2 separate regions of the Gasterosteus aculeatus genome follow, and region 2 is linked to region 1. The links are chromatin contacts, called in public Hi-C maps. All regions are on one chromosome and are shown on one strand. The core of a region is the stretch at or near the end of the contact, and the rest is flanking DNA. Distances in the headings are between cores, read along the strand shown.

Region 1 (6,772 bases), core at 826-3,325:
CCCACGACCTCTCAAAGAGATTTAACACTAGTTCCAACCACATCGCCCTCACAGCACACATCAGCACCAGTTTCCACTGAATATTTAGCTAATCTAAATCATTTGATAAAACCATGACCATCCAGTAAGGTTGTATATCAAACAAGTGAGGAGCAAAGTCCAAGTGCAATGGTTCCTTCGTCGTGCCTGCGCCAATTACTGTTGCAACCTGTTGAAGCGCTCTGAGTTTTAACAAGAGGCAACACGCCGGAGATCTGAGATCCACCGCTGGGGAAAAAACAGGAGTCCACCTCCAGAAGGCGAAATAAGCAGGTCCCCTCCAGCCGTGTGTGTTTACTCCATCGTCTGTAGAAATACAGAACTGGGGGATCATAAGTAAACGGAGGAGACATTATAGATTATTAACACTGACCAGGTTGTGGGCTGTTGTTCGTTGTCTGTTAGTCCTGATAAAGCACTGTGGTTTTCTTTGTTTTTTTAAAACATCTGTGCAGGAAAGACTGTTTTCTCCTCTTCAAGGTCAACTAGTTCTCTCTGCCAAATGTGACATGGAGGCACGTTAGTTTCCATGGTAACATCTAGTGCTCTGAAAAAAAGTGAGCATTTTCCTCATTGAAATTTTAAAAAACGGATACTTGGCTTCTGCGACTTTCTCCGCTCTCACTGGTTTCTGTCTTCCTCCCATAAAACATGTTAACAGAATCCTCTGAAAGGAGCGTCTGTCTGTATCTGGGTCCCATAAACACAATGAAAAGAGAGGGAATCTGTGTGTGACAAACAACCGCCAGTGGGCCCGCACGTAGGACAAAAAGACTCAATTCAGTTATCAAATTTGACACCTCACTGCTTTCAATATTATGTTTATAGTTTCTGAACAAAAAAACAACCGCAGTCCATATACTTGTCAAATAAAGTTTATTTTAAACTAAAATACTTGCAGGTCTCACATGGGCAATTTAGTTTCTTTTTTTCTCAAATCCATCAGGGTTGAATTACAAAGCACATAAAAGCCTGCATGGCATTGTTTACGGGACTTGTCCTTCCTGTGCAGGCCAGTGACACCATGGCAACCACACAGTAGGATTTCAGTCACCCGAGAACAACGCGTCATCCCAGAACCTGCTCACATTACACACGATGTCGTTGTGATATTAAGCATATTATACAACTATTAAAGAGGTTCGCGGGAATACGATTTTAAATGTGACAGCGTGCAGTTGAAACACGTGCGTCTCGTGGATTTCTCAGTTAATCGACGTTTAATAAATGTAATGATAAGAATAATAATAATAATAAACGCGTCGTATCTGCATCTTTGTTCGTGGTCGACACGCTGCCGGCAGCAGGTTACGTCGTCGTCTCGCTGTGTGAGCGCCGTGCAGCGTGCAGCGTGGGGGGGACACGCACACACACACACACACACACACACACACACACACACACACACACACACACACAAAGCGTCTCTGGTCGCTTCATCCCCGAGTCTAAAGTCACGTCCATCAATGCGTAACGAGGAGACGGCAACTGTACAGTTGTTTCTTTTGCACCAAATGCACGAAGACGCGAATGAACGCAGGCGAACACACCACTTCCTGTGTTGACTCGACGCGATGTGAGCGCTTTGTGTTGAACAAAACTGCACACGATACAACCGCCCCCCGCAACAAAAGACAGTCTGATAAGCAACCGCGAGTCTTACCCGTCCTCCGGGAGACACGCCGCTCCGCAGCTCTCCATCTTTGCCACCATCCTGTCCTGTGTGAGCGAAGCCCGTTAATGCTTTCGGTTCCTGCCCCCGCGGCTCGGCCCGCACGCACCTGGAAGACAACGCGATCTCCTCATTGGCTGCCGGGCTTTTCCTCGCACACGTTGGCACAATGACGACTATTATCTAAAAAAAAACTGTTCGTTCACACGCACTGTCGCTTCGGTTGCATCGTTCCCGTCTTCGGCTAAACAAAGCTAAGCATGCTAGAAGTTTCTGAGAATCTCAAAGAGAAAACAGTCTTTTCCAGACTTAGATGTTTACGCGAATAAACGTGGGCGGGGCTACATCTTCCCGCCATTAACGCGGGCTTTGTGAGGGGATGATGATTGACAGCCGGGCTTTTACTTCCTTCCATCAGCTCTACCAAGAATAAAAATAGCTGATTTAGAGGTTCCAAGTAGTGGATATTTATTGATATATAAATTATTTATGTATATGTGGCCAAAATTAATAGAACACCTGTCCTGAAAATATTGACCTTTTTTGCAGCAGGTTGCTCTGAGCACGACAAATAGCAGATCAAGTCAGTTCTACTGTTTTTATCCACTTTTAACTTTAATATTTGGTATGTCCACCTTTTGCAGCAATTACAGCAGCACATCTAGTGTCAATATATTCCCTGAGAACTTCCACACTAATGTTGTCCCATGCCTTCTGCAACTCAAGCCAAACGCTTTCCTTTGAATGTACAATGGATCTGTCCAGTTTATTTCCCAACTCGTCCCAAATTTGCTTGATGGGGTTAAAGCCAGGACTTTGAGGGGGGATGTCCATAATTTTCAATGTTCAAGCAGATTCCTTCTGTCGCCGGTAGTTCCACATTCGGCCAATGTCTGGCCATGTTGTTCGAGAAATGATAGTGGAGAATAGTTTTAGAATTCATATTTTAGACCCCACTCATAATCTTTCTTTCTCTTTTTGCATTAGACCTATAACACACACTCAAAGGTTTGTGATTAAAGCACTTATATCCCAGTAAAGACAAAAAAGGAAGATGGAAGGAAAAGTTATTTTGTCAACTGAGGCATATTTGTAAGTTGAGCAGCCTGAACGTGGTGCAACTAGGTCACTTTAAGCGGGAAAACATGCACATCAAAGACCAGAGCAGTTGTATTACCCAGTGAAACCAGCAGATGTCACATCAGACAAAAAAATAAGTGAAGCTCAGTAGCAAAAAAAAAAAGAAACATGCCTCCCCAAAAATATCCTTGCACTGGAGGACAAATCCAAACCAGATCCCATGGCCTGTTTGACACAAGCACTGATCATTAAGTTGACACAGCTTTTAAATTGAAAGGAATCAAGGTGTGGCATAAAGGCACCGTCCATCATAAAGAGACAAAAAGGTAGAGAGAGCTTTCTGTGAGCATCTGAGATGTCCAGTGGGAGGAATGAGGGAAGGCTCAAGGGCTTTCATTTGATCCCCCACTCATTGATCTTTTCCTTTTCCCCTCACTCCATTCGCCCTTCCACCAATGGATATGTGGTTTGCAGCAGGGGGCTATAGAGGTGCCACAGACTAACAGGAACCTTATCCAGGTCTCAGATTCTGAAGGGAGAGATTGAGAGAGCTCCTCGGTGCAAAAAGAGGCTGCAACATCAGGCTGAGGCGATGATACCCCGAATGCCTCAGGAAACTAGAGGAGAAGCAAGCGAGGTAGAGCAGAGGAGGGGGAATAGAAAAGGATATGTCGAAGGTCAGAAGGAGAGGAGAGATGACACGGCAGGAAATTACAACATTGGTCCAGGAAAGAAGGGAAGGAGTTGATCAAAAAATACATTTTTAGAGCTGATGGGGGCTTGAGACTTGAAACTTGGGCTTTATTTGGATTTGAGATGCAACATATTTGGGATCTTCTTCCTTGACGGCCTGATTAGATTAAGATTAGATTAGGATTAGGATTAGACTTGACCCGAGACAAAGAGTTTAGAAGACTTGACCTCAGTAAGTTTAACACAACTACATAGTAATTGCTGTGTGAGGCACCAGACTATAAAAATGACTTATTTGCTAATCACCAAGAACGTACTGACAAGGAGCACACGGATATCTTCAGCTTGGCAGGTATTTGGTCATTTACCAAGTATTGGACACATAAAATGTGTTCTGTGGATACAGTCAAAGTTAAGCAATCACCAAAGTAACAATTCGTATTATGGGGAACTTAGATTTTCTGGAATAATTTCCATGACAAAAAGAGGAGACATTTTCCCCCCAAAACCCAACTGTGATTGTCATGTGGTTAAGCATTTGGATTCATCCACTGGGAGCCATGAATATATGTCAAATGTCATGCCAATCCAGCCGGGAGACCACAGGGACCTTCTGTTGGCGCAAGTGGAAAAGTCACGGAAATATCCAAAGTCACTTGCTTACTTCTACAAAAATCCAATTTGGGCTCAGACTTTCCAGTCAACATCAAAGCTAAAGTGTACTTTAGAAAACGCTAAATAAAGGTATTTATCAAAAGAGACAGCTGACATGATTTTTCCCCTACAGTTAAAACAGTCATTGTGTGTGTGTGTTATGACAGGGATTTGACTTTCTTTACCGGTCGACCAACCTGTTTGGAAACAATGATTTCACACACCCCGGAGGCTTAATATGAGCCCTGTGCACACTCAGTATCCATCACATAGACACACTGAAAATAACACACTGTAACACACGCGTACGGACGCTCAGGGATGCGGGAAGGAAACCCATAGCCTCCGTGCTCAAACATTCCCTTTACAACATGCAGGTATTCACACGGAAACTCGTGCGAAAGGTGTCCTCTTACTCTGGAGATGAGGAACTTCACGTCTTTTGAATTCCGATGACACTGTCACTGTCGTACGGTGTAACAAACGAGCTGCTGCCACCCCGCAGAAAGAGAGGTGAACACGGACAAAGAGCAACACCTTTGCATGGACAAAATGGGAGAGAGGCTCTGGAGATTGTCAAGTCATGAGAGATTTCAGAAGCAACCTCATCCAATCCCGTACAACCGCATAATGTATAATGCATGGACCCACTAGTTGGCAGTTCGATAAAATTCTCTCCTGCAATCAATAGGGATAAAGTCTCTATATGGAAGAACAAAAGTAGAGCAGTGTGGTTGCTATAGGAAACATAGTTTTGAATCAACAACGGAAGAATGTTTAGTAAAGTGTAAGTTGATTTTACAGCAGACAACAAGGACTCAAACACAAATGACTTTGGACTGAACTTTCTCCTAATTGCTTTTCCCTTAAATCGCATTTTCATTCTCAATTTTTTTTTAATTTTTTATTATTTTTCAGCAGTTCCCTCGGCCTGTGTTCTTTTCTCACTTGGGTTGAGATGTTTTATGAGTCCTTTGGGTATTTATTTTCACCTGACCCACATTGTTTGTTCTTCTGTTCTCTATTTTCAGTGTGCTATGATTTAGATGAGAAAATAAACCTAAGCCGCCCTCTGAGCGGTTTGACATTTTACCCTTTTGATGTGGATAACATTTCCTTAAAATATACACTCAAATTCTTTTGGGTATAGTGTCATCACCAGTTTGATTAAAAAAATAATGTGCAATCACACCCATAATAGCACAGTGGTTGAAAATGGTGCTTTGCGCTGAATGCTCACTTGAGCATAATGACAATTCATTAATATACTGACCCACATGCAATATTTGATTTGATTCATGGCATATTGTTTTATGTTTATAATGATCGACCTACTGGAGCGAACATAAAGTTGAAGGAGTGAAGCCTTCAAATATAGTTTTTATATTTTAAATATCAAAATATTTTAAATACAGTTGTTATATCTCTTACGTGTAATTCTTTTGGTATGTATTCTTTGTGGGAAAAAAGTCAGAGTTAGAGCCAAAAACATGTGTGAATTGTGAGTTTCCCTAGATGTTAGGAACATCTGTCTGTTGTGTTCAACACCTACACAGTCTTAAGATCCGCTTTCATTGTTCCCCCTTTTACCAGAGGGGATTGACCGTAATTGTTGTGCACTTTCACTTAATAACATATTTCCTGTCTCTCGACATGAATGTAACTAGATGGCGAGCGAAACAAAGGAATCATTTAGGCAAAAAAGGGAATCAAAAATTAATATAGTGTCTGCATGGTTTCATAGGACCTTGGATGACAGTTCTGAGCTGACTGTCCCTGTCTTGCTTGGCATTGACCTTTGCCTTCCCATCTCTTACACAAAGCCTCTAACCCCCCCACACACTAGTGCTCTATTACACACATTGTTTCTGTAGATTGCATGGTGTGTTATGACCTATTCCTTTGTTTTCCACCACTTTGTTGATTCCATATTGCAGAGCACACAGCCCTAAGGGGACGCCGTGCATTCAATGGCCACAGAAGAACTGGGATGTAATGTGGGAGTTTGATACGGGGGGACGCGGCCGAAGGCCCGAGCCCTCCCACCGCCTACTTTCGCAGTGACTCAGCGCAGTAGTGCGGAGGTGGGGGGTCAAAAATCCCCTGCCCTCCGCCTACACTCAAAACATGTGGGAATGGGGAAACGTTATCCTATATTTAACCTTAAGGTGTCTGTCTGGTGTGTGTGTGTGTGTGTGTGTGTGTGTGTGCGCGTGTGTGTGTTGGCCTCAGTAACCGAGTCATCGGGGGCTCGGTGTCGTTACCCTTAAAGAGGAAAAAGAGGTTGTCTTTTTGGGGCTTTTAGCAACCTAGGAAACGCTGTGTGTGTTCACACTCACCTCTCTCTGGTGTTTAGAGTGTGTACATAAGATAGAAGAATAAAAAGTGGTCACTGTGATAGTGTGCGCACATTGCGAATCAGCTACATCGTATTGCACAGTTTAACACGACAGAAAAGCGGCTCCTCGCCCCACAAAGAGTAAAGCCTGTTGATTAAGGGAACACAACAGAGTAGAAGATTAAGATCTTAAGGGCTGGTGATGTCTGTGGCAAGTGTTCCCAAAACGTAAAGAGCCACTGGTTGACACGCAGCATATAAACGTACATCTTGGCTGGCAGCATGAAGTTCCCATT
Region 2 (7,155 bases), core at 2,964-5,463, 40 kb before region 1:
ACCTGGCTGGGCTGCAGTGCAGAGAGCAGGAGAACCAGAACCTCAACCACAACCAGAACCACAACATGGGCAAGACCGCCTACACCTCGGTAAGTGGGGGATTTCCTGTTTTTCTATTTATGGTCCTGTGGGTTTCTCTGCTTGTGTGTGGGTCAAAGGTTACATGGGGTGAGGTTAACTGGAGCAAGGAAAAGGGATTAGTCGGCTAAGCGCTAAGCTATGTAGTCTAGCTGTTAACCTGACCACCATGCAACTCGGGGCTACATGTACTCAGATTCAATGGTGCCAGCGGTGATTGTTATTATTTAATGACCTTGGACTACAGCAAAGATTTGTTGCTGGCCTTTCAGTCTCGTATCAGTTGAATCAAATTACAAATCGGCATGTTCTGTGCCGTAGCTGTGCGTTTTCTCTACCACAGGAGGTCAGTGTTGCATTGACATTCTGCAGGTTGCTTCTGCAGGCCTTTCATGCCACCCAGCAGTGTTTTGCACTAAAGGTTGCTATGATTCGCTTGCAATCTCATGCCCTCCCATTTGAAACCGCTGTCCAAAAGGGTGGAGCTTTAAAAATTAGTAGGAAGCAACGGGAGAAAATAGTTTTCAGCAGCCACAGTTTGCAGTGCAGAAGCTGAGCTCTTGTGTCGCTGCCTCAAACTAAGTGAGGGCAAATGTGTGCTTGAGAATTGGGGATCCGTGCTCTCTTTTGGTATGCAAGCACCAAGACCTTATCCTCAGTGCACACAGACAATGGCTGCAGCCAGTGCCTGTTGTGAGTGTGTTGTGTGTCTTTGTCTGTCTGTCCCGGAGGCCCCCCCCCTGTCTCCCTAAGGCATGTCAGGAATGCAGTGGGAGAAGTGGGGGATGACAGGGAGGAAAGCGGGAATAAAGGACAGGAAGATGGTATCTTTAGGACCAGGCAGTTTGCGGAGTCACGTGAATGTGTGTGCGTCAATGTTCATTACCTGCTGTCCATCTTAAATGAGAAGGTCACCTCCTGGCTTGCTTTAGTCTGAGGAAAAAATATGCTCTCCCCCTCTCTCTCTCTCTCTCTATCTCCCCAGCACCCCTCAACCCCACCGCCAACCCTAGGCAGTGGGCTTTGATACTGTGATATAATTGAAAAAATATCTCTTGAAAGAGCGTCTCTGTCTCCCAAATGCATCTTCTGCTGACACACAAACACACCCATAAACAGATATCCTCTTTACCACATGTGGTGTCTCACACACTCTAAGCCTGGTGTGGCTGATAGCCTGGTCCTGATGCTGATAAAGTGCCACAGCTTCAACTGTCTCTCCGATTACAAGTGAAAAAAAAAAAAAAATCTTGAGAAAAAACAGGCCTCACATTTTGATGGCTTGAGTCGATAAGAAATTGGAATTAGACGTGTAATCCCTCCTAAGCTGGAAGCAGAAGAGATATACCGGAAAAGAGCGGAGGCGCAGGCTAATATCCAGAGCAAACCCCACTCCTAAAATCACATGTGGAGAGGGATGCTCAATCATACAATCCGTCACCGAACACCTGACATGTCATTTGACCTTTTGGTTTGTTCAATCCTATCTCTGAGCCTTCACGTGCGGTAAAAGAGGACAATGCAATAGTATTGACCCTTTGCTAACCAGCTCAAGAGAGCTCAAAAGTAGTACATTTAGGAACTGAGTTATTCCTATAAGTAATCCTCAGTGTCTATCTATGTCGGGGGGCATCTGAGCTTCTTACTTCTGAAATTTGAAGGCTTTAGCAGACACCCTGGAGGGAAAGGGAGGCTGGTGCTTTTAAAATGTTGTTAAATATTTAGACGTCCTCTCAGACGGGACCCAGTACAGCGAGATGATGCGCGTGTTCATGTATGGAGGGGTCTGTCTGTCTGGGATGTTGCTCGGGTCCGGAGGGACGGAGATATTCATGCTTCAGCAGAGCCTGAAAAGCATCTGTGCCTTTTCAGAAGGACGAGACACGGTGAAGCTCGGAGCTAATAATCTGCCGTGTGGCTACGGGCCCGGAGACCGGTTACGCTGGTTTCCACTCAGGTGCTGCACACAGACCCACGTACACACTTATTGTATGGAGCAAAATGTTAAAATATGGATAAGTAAAAAAAAATTAGCTTTTGACCTCTTCCTTCACACTGGTTGTCCTTTCCTCGTTTCCATGGCAACAGCACAAATTGCACTCTGGGGCCTGTTTGGTCAATGACAGGGTTGAATTATAGATGGGGGGAGTTTGACTAGTTTATTTAGCTGCATTCACGGGAAAAGTTTGACATTTAGTTGAATGTCTTTGCTCTCTTACTTGCCACGGGTGAAATAAAAAGATTGCTGCGTATGGTATTATAAAGCTACAGCCAGCAGTGGGTTAAGAAAAGGGGTAAATCCCCCTACTAGCAACTCTGAAGCTCCATAATTAGCACTTTACATCATTTTTGTTCATTCGAAGTGTAAACAGGACAGGTTCAGCTGAGGTCCAGTCGTATCACTTTCACTATTAAGGCAAATATCAAAGTATTTCTTTGCACTTGACATTTCAAAGACATCACTTTTCATCATGTGCTTTTGGTCTATTTGTAGACACTAGCTATTTTGTTCCGTAACAACCGTTAATTTCCTGGATGTTATATCACATTGGTGCAGGTGTGTTTAGTTTGGGCGTGGTACTTTCTGGCTGCTGTAATTTCCTTTGGCTTTTGGGATCAGGAAGATTAATGGGCATGAGGGGGAACGCTGACCTGTTTTATGAGATATTTCTGTGGAAGTCTGGAGTCGCGTGGCAGAGAGGGGCCCACAGGAACCTCAAGTACACTAAGCGTAACACTACCCTTAACTTTTAGCCCTGCAGCCCCGAAAGGCGAACAATAATATTATTCTTCTGAGACAGTCTTCAGCTGAAAAAGGCAGAGATGTGGTCGGAATACAATTATTGTCTATACACATAGAATTTACCGATATGTTTTTAATTAAATCCATGCCCACCGGCTACTTCTACTTCAAGCTCAGAGAGCACACACCTAGACTTACTCACACAATTTAAAAACACCCCATGGGCAAACCGTGGTTAGAAAGATTGGGCCTGTGCTCAGACCTGCAGTGCCACTTTAAAAGGGTAACGAATATAAATCACTCTCACACACACACACGCACACACACACACACACACACACACACACACACACACACACACACGTGTCTATATTCATCCACTAATTGTACACATCTGGATCCGTTGATTATGAAAACTGTGGTGTGTCCTCTCTATTTCTGAAAGAAGAAGATTTACAATTTTTAACCAAAACCTTTTTTCCAAGAAAAACAAAAACAAGAGTGTGGGAAAGTCGAGTTGCACATGGTGAATTTAAGGGACTGCGTTTTGGGATTTAAGACGCCCTTGGATATAAGTCAGGGTGTTTTGGCAGCTGATGGATTTCTTTAATTTTTGTAAATGTAATTATGTAATTATATTAATTAGAAACAATTTACAAAAAGCCACATCAAATATTGCATTTGTAATCTGTGTCAGAACAAAGAGGATTTGATGAGTTGTTTTTTTTATCCATGTGGATGGAAATCTATGTAATTGGAAAGTGCTGCTCAATCACACAATGCAAACAACGAAAAATACCAGAAGCTCAGTCAGGATTATAGAAATGCAGAGTGCTCTGCACTAGAAAATAACTCAATAAGAGGATAAGAAAGAAGAAGAGAGGTTAGAGGGAAGAGCAAAGGCAGAGAGAGCTCGGCCTGTTGCTCTGTGATTATGAAGCCGGCCGACCTCCACTAACAACCTAACTACTACCTTCACCCTGCACTAAGAAAGAATTCCTTTGAGATTCAGACAAGTCCTGTGAGCGGTTGTGTTGGAAATAGAGAAGGAGTGGACGTGTGAAGTAGCTACACTTGAGTTAGATCTTGCACGGGAAAGCAAAATAGGTTAAGTTTGAAGTTACAAGAGCATTCGATTGATGGTATCAAAACAAACCTGAGGGGGAAAAAAGTTATGTGGGGTCAAAGGTACGGTTCAAATGAAGACGGCAGCGACCGTGGAAGGGCGTAAAGTTGCAGGAGAAGATAGTCAGCCACGTACATATCGGTAGGAGGTGGGGGAGGAGGTTTCAGAGATGGGGGGCGGGGCTTAAGCCAGGTGTGGAGAGCCTTCTGAGGCTCCGGTATCTAGTTTAGCCCTCGACGCTTAACCACTGCTCATTGTGTGTGTGTGTGTGTGTGTGTAGCCTGTGTGAGTGTGTCTGTGTGCGTGTGCGTGCATGTCAGCTGAAACACGCCCGGCCCTCAGCCCGACACACACACACTCTCCTTACACACACACACACACACACACACACACACAGACTTCACCGACTCTGCTCTGGAGTCAGTTTTCTGTCTCCTGTTAGTCTACACAGGCACACTCTCACCTCACTGAATCAAAGGATATATTTTTCTTCTCATGGTACCCTGACAGTCCGCTGCTGTCGGAAAAACAGTTTTTTCTTGTTTTTATAAGTGGCGGGTTTTTCATCTCAGCTTAACCTTGGATTCCTCACAGCAAGTCGGGCACTTAACTCAGGTAAAGCAGAATCTGAAATGTGTAGGTCTGCCTTCTGTCAGGTGTGTCAGACCCCTTTCAACATGTAATGTGCACGCGCCGTGTAGCCAAACCACGACCAGTTTGTATGCAAAGTTAGATCAACCGTTTGACGAAAAGATTGCTAATTTAATTGTGTAATTGTGCGCTACATTCCTACATTCGTTGTGACATGTTGTCTTTTGAGCTAGTATGAAATAGAAAAGTTAAATATGTTGAGAACGGGTAGATAAAGTAGAGCCAGCTGCACATCTGTCAATGCATCTCAGTTTCCTCAGAACTAAGATTCAGTTTGACCCTTTAACAAAGAGCAGGTTCGTGCTGGAAGGGCTCTGACCATGTGGCGGTTCCAACTACTTGGTAGCCTGGCAAAGAAAGAATAAAATGACATCCACGGGTATTTGAATATGCAAATCCTCTTGTTGTACACTTGCTTTGGAAGTCCATTTCACTTTGAGGTGCAGAGGAAGTTTTTGGAACACAACGACATGAAAGAGACCAAAAAGATCAGCTTTTTTTGTGATGCCTCATGTTGACTGAGGTCTGCTGTTAGAAGCTACTCCTTCACACCCGTTTAAACAGTCTACACACGCACAAGGATTTAGGAAACAAGCAAGCTGTCCGATCCAAAAGAAGACAAATCTGTTTACGGTTTGTTGTTGTATACGCATGTAGTACAAATAGAGTATACGGGTTAGGCCTTTTAAAGGGTGCACTACAGGTAATCCACAGCATTGATACAGCAACAAGCAACTATCAGCTGAATGTATACTGGAGTAAATGTCTACCTGAGCAGAGAGTTATGTTGAGTCGGCTCTGTCACTGTTTAACATAAATCCGCCAAATGTTGCCGGATGGCCAACTATCGCCTTTGTGTGTCAGGTAGCAATGATTTACTCACAGTAGTGCTTGTTGGTGAAGGGTATTCATCAATGACGAGTCAATGGCCTTCAACTGTTGTTGAAAAGGTGGCCTGCTGTGTCATGTTTTGTCTGGATCTGGATGCGATAGACCTGCTCGCTGTAAAATCAACAAATACTCATACTCAGGTCATTAAGTTTGAGTCTCATGGAGTAGTAAACTGCTCTTATCTGGTATCAAAGTACAGGTTTTTTTTTCTCCTTGTCTGCACGTGTAAACAAGCACATGCAAGCCTACTTGTATCGATGAGTGAATATGACGCTATAGGTGTGGATTAACTGACAGATACAGTTACTATGTGGTCTATTGAGGCGGATTTGACCTGCACTGGTGTGATAAGTCATGTCATCGAGCGAGCCGGAAGCATTGTGGGTAAATCAGATAAAGATGCTGCTGCGATTGGAGATACAAAAGCTGTGTTTGAGGTGGAGAGACACCGCCTACAGCTACACATTCTGCTGCTGGTCTGGTTCCTCCTGATTGATGCAGAACTCCCACACACACACACACACACACACACACCTTTCTCTGATTCACCCGAGCCGTGATTCACCAAAGCCCGAGAGTCAAACCCCTCGTCCGCACGGGTCGTATGCGGTCACATCCTGTTCGCCATTGGAAGTCAGCTCAGGCTCATACGCCGTCTCAAGCTCATTTTTGAGACCCAGTTGCCAATCTCCACCTCCTGCTCCTCCTCTGCATTCCTTCCCCTTCTCCTCCAGACGTCCCCCGTTGTTCACTGCCATTGCCTCTCCTGTTCCCTGCTAATTGTCCTCTTCCTCAAGCTGTCAGGAAGTATTATAGACTAACGTTCTCACAGCCAAAATACAGCAGGAGAATATTTACCCCTCCCTACCCCCTCCTGCCCCTCTGCCCCCTGCCCAGGTCCCCCCTCTCCCCCCCGATGAAAACCATCAAAGAGGCGCACAGGCCTTGAGTGGCACAGCGTGCTGTGGAGGAAATGTGGATTTACGTAGCAGTGAAGGGACGGCCTCTAATGTTATAGCTTTGTGTCAGTCTTCATCGTGCACAGTCACTACAGAGCAGAGCCCAACGCACACACACACAGACACACACACAGGCTATATCAGCACAGGGCCGGAGGAGATAAAAAAACAAGGTCCATTGTGAGAAGGCAACAAAGAGAGAGTGGAAGCTGGAAATTGAGAAAGAGAGAAGGAGGGTTTATGTTTTCCAAGCAGTGAGTTTAACCTCTCATCCCTCCCCTCTTTTGGGGGAAATAAAGTCAGACACGCACAAAGCGGCCTGTGGTTGGGAGGTGTGTGCTTGCGTGGATTGCTTGTTTGAGTGGAGCCGAAACATGAAACACTATACAGTAGTCTCCTCTGCTCCTAATTACAGAGAGTGTGTGTGTGTGTGTGTGTGTGTGTGTGTGTGTGTGTGTGTGTGTGTGTGTGTGTGTGTGTGTGTGTGTGTGTGTGAGGGGGACTAGGAAATGTGGGTCGAGAACTTGATGTATTTATAACAGGCTAAAAATACAAGCCATGTTTAAATCCTGTCTGCACACCCACACGGTCCCCACAAAGCAGGATTGTTCCTGTCATCATTGTGTTATATAAGCATTCAGTCTGTGAGCGTGTGTGTGTGGGTGTGTGGGTGTCCGTGTGTGTGTGTCCTTGTGTATAACAGAGAG

What was found. Hi-C and Micro-C count contacts between places; a contact is called where the count stands out from the background.
Region 2: a Hi-C map of whole body shows a contact between it and region 1, with 3 times the contacts expected there. The contact joins the enhancer-like site here to the promoter of LOC120824276 in region 1. A contact is called at or near these places in 2 of 6 Hi-C or Micro-C datasets (skeletal muscle and whole body).

What each region holds. Positions count from the first base shown.
Region 1 is chr1:11,055,012-11,061,783 of fGasAcu3.hap1.1, reverse strand. LOC120824276 reads right to left here and starts at 2,075. Exons shown (of 17, transcript XM_078098336.1): 1 at 1,703-2,075. The coding sequence starts at 1,752.
Region 2 is chr1:11,096,954-11,104,108 of fGasAcu3.hap1.1, reverse strand. schip1 (schwannomin interacting protein 1) reads left to right here. Exons shown (of 15, transcript XM_040164241.2): 9 at 1-89. Among protein-coding and RNA genes, the nearest start is that of il12a, 28 kb to the right of the region's middle. Within about 2 kb of position 4,213, at least 5 of the 9 cell types and tissues checked have open chromatin away from gene starts, as enhancers often do.